Linked DNA regions of Zea mays: region 2 is linked to region 1. The links are chromatin contacts, called in public Hi-C maps. All regions are on one chromosome and are shown on one strand. The core of a region is the stretch at or near the end of the contact, and the rest is flanking DNA. Distances in the headings are between cores, read along the strand shown. Region 1 holds the start of LOC100502313. Region 2 holds the start of LOC732770 (probable ion channel POLLUX).

What was found. A called contact is a pair of places that touch in the nucleus more often than the background predicts.
Region 2: a contact with region 1 is called in a Hi-C map of tassel, with 2.1 times the contacts expected there. The contact joins the promoter of LOC732770 here to the promoter of LOC100502313 in region 1. A contact is called at or near these places in 3 of 25 Hi-C or Micro-C datasets (ear, leaf and tassel).

Annotation. Positions count from the first base shown.
Region 1 is chr3:179,074,498-179,078,364 of Zm-B73-REFERENCE-NAM-5.0, forward strand. It overlaps LOC100502313, which reads right to left and starts at 1,450. Exons shown (of 3, transcript NM_001357781.1): 1 at 1,274-1,450; 2 at 963-1,180; 3 at 1-695. The coding sequence starts at 1,397. The coding sequence ends at 198.
Region 2 is chr3:179,488,860-179,492,603 of Zm-B73-REFERENCE-NAM-5.0, forward strand. It overlaps LOC732770 (probable ion channel POLLUX), which reads left to right and starts at 2,447. Exons shown (of 12, transcript XM_008676553.4): 1 at 2,447-3,663. The coding sequence starts at 3,049.

The DNA of each region.
Region 1 (3,867 bases), core at 200-2,699:
TAGATGATGCACGTCGCCCAGATGGGGAACAGGCGCAGCACGCCTTTCACTTCTTCACGGTGCCCGGCGTCGTCGCTCGCAAGAGTGCTGCCAAGATGATGATCAAACGGTTTTCTTTCACTGTATAGACTAACTAACACTGTTACACTGGTGTGCGTCGACCTCGAGAACCAAACAAGGACGAAAACACATAGAAATTACCCGTCATGTTGTCTCGATTTGGAGCCTTTGATGAGCGCAACGAAAGCTGTGGCGAGGCGAGCAAATGGGCTCGATTCAGTATACGTGTAGTAGCGGTAATTCCTGGTACCGAGCAAGAACATGAGGAGCGCGAAGAGCATGACGAGGCAGGGGACGCCGAAGCCGAGGCCCCAGCCGACGTTGTCCTGGATGTAGCTGGACACCATGGTGGTGACGGCGGTGCCGGAGCACATGCCGAAGTACCACCAGTTGAAGAAGGAGCTCCTGGACGCGGACTCCTTTGGGTCGTTCTGGTCGAACTGGTCCGCGCCGAACGCCTGCGCGCAGGGCTTGTGCCCGGCCTCCGCGAGCGCCACCAGGTACAGGGAGACGTAGAAGACGCCCACTTGCACGGGGGGCGGGGAGCAGGCCAGCGGTCTGGAGGCGGAGGCGTAGCTGCTGCAGCCGTCGTGGTGGAACGCCGGGAGCGCGGAGACGGTCAGCATGCCCATGCTCTGCAGCGACGACAGTGAAGCGAAACGGGTCAGGCGATCACGACTCGCAACGTGGCCGCGGGGTTTGCTCGACGCCACAAGAAGAGCGAAGCGCAGTCTTTGTACGAGACGCGCGGAAGCCACGAGCCCAGCCGAAGTGGACGCACTTTTCATGCGAAAGGCGAAAGCGCGCTCGTCTCGCGGCCGAATGGGAGGGAGACGTCGAAAGGCAACGATCCGGGGCAGGGGAGAGAAGAGAACCGGGAGTGAAGAGAAAGAGGAGCTGACCACGACGAAGAGGAGGGAGGCGAGGACGATGGTGCGGTACCGCCCGAGCCAGGCGTCGGCCACACACGCCATCAGCAGCGGCAGCATGGTCGCCACCCCGCTCCACGCGTTGATCGCAGCCGCCGCGCCCGCGGTGGATTCCCCGAGCGGCCCCGTCAGGTAGCTGATCAGGTTCGCCGACACCCCGTGGTACGCGAACCTCTCCGCTATCTCCACCCCTGCACCCATCCGACCCCTCTCGATTAGTCAACCCCGGCCCGCGCCGCATCAGTGTGTGCGCGCGTGCCCAGCGAGGACAGGGGGCGCCGTACCGAGGACGAACATCGCGGCGGACCATCGGCCGGTGCCGGACCGGGACGCGGGGCGCCCGCGGAAGTCCACCGCGCCGGCGACGGCGCCGTCGGAGCAGGGCAGGAGGAGAGTGTTTGCGTCCATTGCCGCGCCCCCCTGCGCCACAGCTACGTGTGTGTGTGTGTGTGTTGTCAGGTGTGGCGACAGGCTGCGCGGATCATCTCCATATACTGGTGCCGCTGGCGAAGAGGATCAGACCGGCTCGCATGGCGCCGAACGACTTTCCAACAACGGGGTAGGGGGGTACAGGACACCCATGACATTTGTTTCTTTTTTTTCCCTGGCAACTTGCGTACCACTATGGTCTATGGTTACAGTATCTTCTCTGAGATCATTACCCTCTAGATGGCTGCCTACCCTTACCAGTGACGCCTGGCGGCTGGTGGCATTGCACCGGAGCACGAAGAAGCGGATGAACGGACCGCAGCTAGCTCGGTGCGGCCCAGCCTACACCATGTGACAACGTCTGCACAGCGCACACTGCAGTTTCGGAGGCTCACACGCCAACGATCTTTTCTTTTGGTTTTGGATTATACTAACCAAGAAAGAGATGTTCTTTCCGCGTCTGTTAAGATGTTGGAGGAAGGGGACAGGCGTAGAGGCGATCCACCTGACCTAGGATTTTGTTGCGAGCCCGCTTGGCCGGTTGCGGCGGGTGGAATCGCGCGGGGCTGCCGGTATGATCCTGGATTTCCTGTGAACCGTCGCTGCCGACGAGTTGGGTTCCTTGGCAGGACTGCTTCTGAAAGGGATGTGAGTTCAGGCATCGGGCCCCGGAACTCTGATGTGGGGAAATAATCCTTGGACATTTGAACTCATGCATATAATAATGACTGCATGTACACTGCTACAAGTAGTGCTAAATGGGCTTTCACTGTCGGGTTGGCAGCGCAGATCGCTGGAGTGTTCACAGGTTAGGGAACCTGACGGCACCTGGCTCTTGCTTCCTGGTTCCTAACCCGGCGAACTACGGTATGCGCAGCGCAGCGCAGCGCAGCGCAGCGCAGCAGATCCCATGCGTGTGCCGGCAGCGGCGCGGCGCACGCCCACACGCGCGCGCCGGCGGCGCCCCGCGTGCTCGGCGCGCGCCTCACCTGCCGCGAAATGGCATGGGCACGCCGCACGCCACCTCGGACACGTTCGCCGCTTACGTAGCTGCCCCTGCCCGCCTGCCCCGACGAGGCGACGACAGATGCACAGTACTACTGTGTCATTTGCGAAATCCAGTTGAGCGATCTGCACGTCACCTGTTGCTGCACCAGCATGTGGCTTTCTACTGAGCTAGCGCGGCCGGTGATGTAAAAATTCGCGTAGGCGTGTTGTTCACAACCTCGTTTGCCGGTACGACAACTTCAATCGACTCATCTATAGCACAAATTACACCTTTGGAAATATGTTTACATATTGAAGTTTCCGTCCCGACAGATGAGGTTGTGAACCACACGTGTGTCGACATGGATATCTATCTCAAAACATTTTTACGATATGTGATTTTGATATAAAGTTTGCTGGGCTCAACACATGACACATGGATCCTCAATCACGCGTTAACAAATTTTGATGATCATTTTCAAAAAAAATGTATTGATTATAATTTCAATCCCCATTTTATGTTTTTTGTATGTTAAACTGTGCTGATTGTGTTATGCATGTTCATGAGAATGGGATATTTCAAAAACGTGTTCTGTTCTGTTGGTATCCATCCATTGAAATACTTATGCTTTTTTTTTTTTGAAACCTCTAGCTTTTGAATTGTCCAGGACATTCTTCCAAAACAACGATATCCAATATGATCCTTTGAATTTATGGCACTTGTTACATTTGCAAGCTTGGTGTGCTTATTTAACTTTATTTCCTAACAAAAGTCTGCATCTCCAGTTTTCTATAAAATGTTAAGATTCTGTTTTCTGTTTGATCTGTCCAGGGTTGTTGAGTATATGGTATTTTTATGCTGGGGTTAGTTTCTTGATGCGCACAAAGTAGTGTCTCCTACCACTCAACCACACCCATTTGCAGCTTCCATGACCCAAAAAAAAAACGATTAATTGTCATGGGCTGGCACTCCAAGTGGTGAGCTAATGCGATCTGGAACTGATGCTGATGCTAATTCCTGTGCTGGCAGCTGGATAATAAGCATACATTTTATTTCAAAGAAATAATCTAGATTGGTTGATTAAAACACACAACAATCGATCAATCAAACCACTTCTACCTCATGCATTATATCTAGAAATAATTTAGCCATAGTTTAGCTTTAGATGTAGTTCCCCAACCTCAATCTACACCTCTCTTCAGCTCTACGTTATCTACGCCAAAGCAACCCCAAGAACTTTCCTCTCCGACAGGATCCCTCTCGGAAGACGAAATTTTGGTTTTATCAGTTCTCCACACCATCGCAGATGGCCCGCTGCTAACAGAGAGGACCCAAAGGTCCTACATATTGCGTGCAAGCCCTAGTATTCGTTAGATGTTTGGCCAAAAAAAAGCTAACAGATAGGTTTATATGCTGTCTTTTTTCGATAAAGGAAGCTTTACTAATCTTAGATAATTACAT
Region 2 (3,744 bases), core at 1,197-3,696, 420 kb after region 1:
TTTGTGTGTGTTGCTTCCCTCCCTTACTCCGTATTTCCTTGTGAATCTCAAGTGTAAGGGCGAGAGACTCCAAGTTGTGGAGATTCCTCGCAAACGGGATATTGAAAGGAAAAGCATAACACTGTGGTATTCAAGTTGATCATTGGATCACTTGAGAGGAGTTGAGTGCAACTCTCGTCCGTTGGGACGCCACAACGTGGAGTAGGCAAGTTTTGTACTTGGCCGAACCACGGGATAAACCACTGTGTCTTCTCTGTGTTGATCTTTTGTGGTATTGTGTTTTGTTGAGACTCATCTCTAGCCACTTGGCGATTATTGTGCTAACACTTAACGAGTTTTTGTGGCTATAAGTTTAAGTTTCACAGGATCACCTATTCACCCCCCCTCTAGGTGCTCTCACTAAATACTCAGCGTACCAAGTCGTCCCTTGCCTACACCCATTGGGGGGATGCCCAGGAATTATCAGTATATTTTTTCAAAACTGTCACATCCGAGCAGTGCGTGCAATGAATACCTCAAGACAAAAGGGAGATATCAGCAAGGATTAAAGGAAAACCAAACATAGCCGGTGAAGTACAAGTCTGATCGACAGAAGCGACATGAAGACTAGCCAGGGGACGTCTATCGAACGTCCAATCAGTTGCAGATCAAATAAATTGCACCACCTAGCAAGATATGGGCAGATCATGAACTCGGCCTCAAAGACAAAATACACGCTGATCTCTAAAGCATAATATCAAGGATATAATGTCGACCTCTAAGGCATTCGACAAAAAGAGAGGATGATTCTCAGCAAAAGAGCACAAAATGAAGACCTTCGAGTGGATTATTTTAAAAAATCCACTCGAAGCTCGGGGGCTACACCCATTGGGTGCACCTTCGGCGCACCCAATGAATCGTCATCTTAAATCAAGACAATGCTGACCTCTAAAGCATAGGGCAAAATCAAAACAAGGCAGACCTCCAACAAAGTACAAGTGGAAAATAAAAATGATTTCTGATAATACTCGAAGTGAAGACCTTCGAGTGGATTATTTTCAGAAATCCACTCGAAGCTCGGGGGCTACACCCATTGGGTGCACCAAAGGTGCACCCAATGAAGTTCAAGGTCCTACAGTACGGAATGCTGACCTCCGAAGCGCGAGTCTGGGACAGAACACCAATTTTCGAGTGATAAGAGCAGAAGGAGACAGTAAGGAATCGTTTCTATCGGATTACCCAGAGAAACATTTCCTGTCACAAACAAAGATCGCAAGCTGGACCTAGGATCTTTGGGCCGATTATTTCAAAATCAACCCAAAGATCGAGGGCTTGTGGGGGACAGATATCCCCTGGGTCCACTGGAAGGATAAAGACCTCACGAAAGGCCCAAGGGCCCAATAAATCGTAAGGTCATCCCTTCGTGGGCCTGGGGAGGAATGACCAGTGAAGCGGATTGACACAAGGCCGAACCGACGCGAATCCAGACGGCCCAACGACTTCGAGCGAGTAATCACAACAGAGACCCGACCTTCCCGCGCTGGAACCCCGTACAGCGAAACCAAGCGAGGATGAGTCGGCGGAACTATAGGAAGATAGACTCAATCAGTCCACTATTTCTTAGGTGCACATTGTTATCATATCTGCATGTATTGCCCCACGGTCGAATATATAAGGCCTAGGGGGCACCCCTTCAGAACGATCGAACTCACTACTAGCCACCCACCCAATTCTCTGCGCTCTCAGGGTCAGAGAACTCTCTTGTAACCCACCAAGTAAAACACTCTCGCCAGAACGTAGGGTGTTACGCATGTCAAAGCGGCCCGAACCTGTAAACCACTATCCATTTTTCCTCGTGCGTCCAGCACGAACCATTTAGCTACAGTCGGCAACACCGTCCTACTCCTAAAAACACCTTGAGGGGCAACCCCGGGTGTGCGGTCGGACCCAAAACACTGACAATTATCATGTTATTATATGTCCCCGTTGCAACGCACGGGTACTCACCTAGTATTTTATATGACATTAATAGCCACACGACACCCAACAACAATACATCACATAAATCTAACATGTAACAAGAAAACATTGTCTAACTATGCAAAACAACAAAAACAACGGGTCGACGATGCTTAACCAAACACTACCTAAAAGATTGGTAGAAATAGAGTTAGTTGTTGAGTTTATTTACTATTGGGATGCACACTTATTTTACTAGGTAAATATTACCCATGACTAATCGGGTTTGAATTCTGATTTCCCGTACCCATACCCACATACCCAACTCTTTTTTCCAAGAAATTCCCATTTTTACAAGAGAAATAAACTAATATCTCTTTTAAAAAATAAAAATCTTAAAAAATGGGGTTTCTAAACTTACCCTTATAAAAGAATTCCTAATGAGTTAATGGATATCGGCTCTCCATTGACACCTTTAATAACGTGCATGCTGTTTGTAATGTAATATGTCGGCATGATTATTTGTAACCACAATCCGTCTAAACAACGGTCACATCGGCTTCCCTCCCGCCCCCACCGTGGTGCGGTACTCCGGTGGTATCTGGATGCTCGCCGGCTGAACAACAGCGGCGCGAAGATCTTGTGCTGTGGCCGTGGATCCCGCAGGGACTGACGGACTGTGGAGATAGGCCGGTAGGAGTGTAGGACCAAGTGGGTGTTCGATGGGGCAGAGGCGCAGAGCGGCACGGGCGATCACGCGATCGGCCGCCTTTGCGGCCGCGCACGTGACTCCCGTGCGATCGCCGCGCTGCCGTGCCGCCTGGTTGTGCCTCCTCCTGTTCGGCTTCGGCCGTTCCCTGCTTGATCTCGACTTGCTGTAGCGGTTTACAGTTACGTGTGCCTCCATTAGCTAAAGGCCAAACGGCTCCGCATCGCGCGGTGGGTGTGTCTTACAGGTAGGGACGCTAAGAGGTGGCCCGCGGGTCAGAGTCGCTGGTGAAGTGGGGTTAGTGGGGGCGGGTATGTAATCATCGCAGGGTTAAAGGGCCATTTGGGTGTGGTTTATTATTACCACGAGGGGAGGGGAGCTCGAGCTCGCTGCTAGTGCTAATGGCGGAGAGCGATGGTGGCAGCGAGGCGCAGAGTCCGAGCCCTGATCCAAGGTCCGGGGACGGGGCGAACCCTGACCCGCGCCCGCCGCGGCCGCAGCTCACCAAGTCGCGCACCATCTCTGGTTCTGTTGCAGCCTCCATATTGGCCGCTGATAGGGTAGCAGGAGGAGGAGGCGGAAGCGGCGGAGGCGGTCTAAGGGACAGCATCCTCGTTCGCCGCTCCTCCACGGCGCCCCTCCCGCCGTATACGGCGTCAGCGGCGGGGGCGTCCTCGGCGCCGCGGCGGCTCACCGTCGCCGTGGACGACCCCTCCTACGCGGCACCCAACGGCGGCGTGCTTGACCGGGACTGGTGCTACCCGTCGTTCCTAGGTCCGCACGCCTCGCGCCCCCGCCCGCCGCGGCAGCAGCAGACCGCGACGACTACCGAACGCCGAAGCGCTAACCCCACCGTGCCGGTGCCGCCGAGGGTGGCGGTGTCGCAGCGGGAGGAGGAGAAGAGCCTGGCCTCCGTGGTGAAGCGCCCGGCGCTGCTTGAGGAGCGGAGGACGCCTCCTCCTACGCTCCCGCCCCCACGCGCTCCGCGATTTGATCTCTCTCCGTATCTCTCACTCGTGAGTCATGCTAGCTGTATCGTTTGCCTGCCATAAAAGCTGGTCGTAACTTTCACGACTGATGTGCTTTTTTTTTTACAC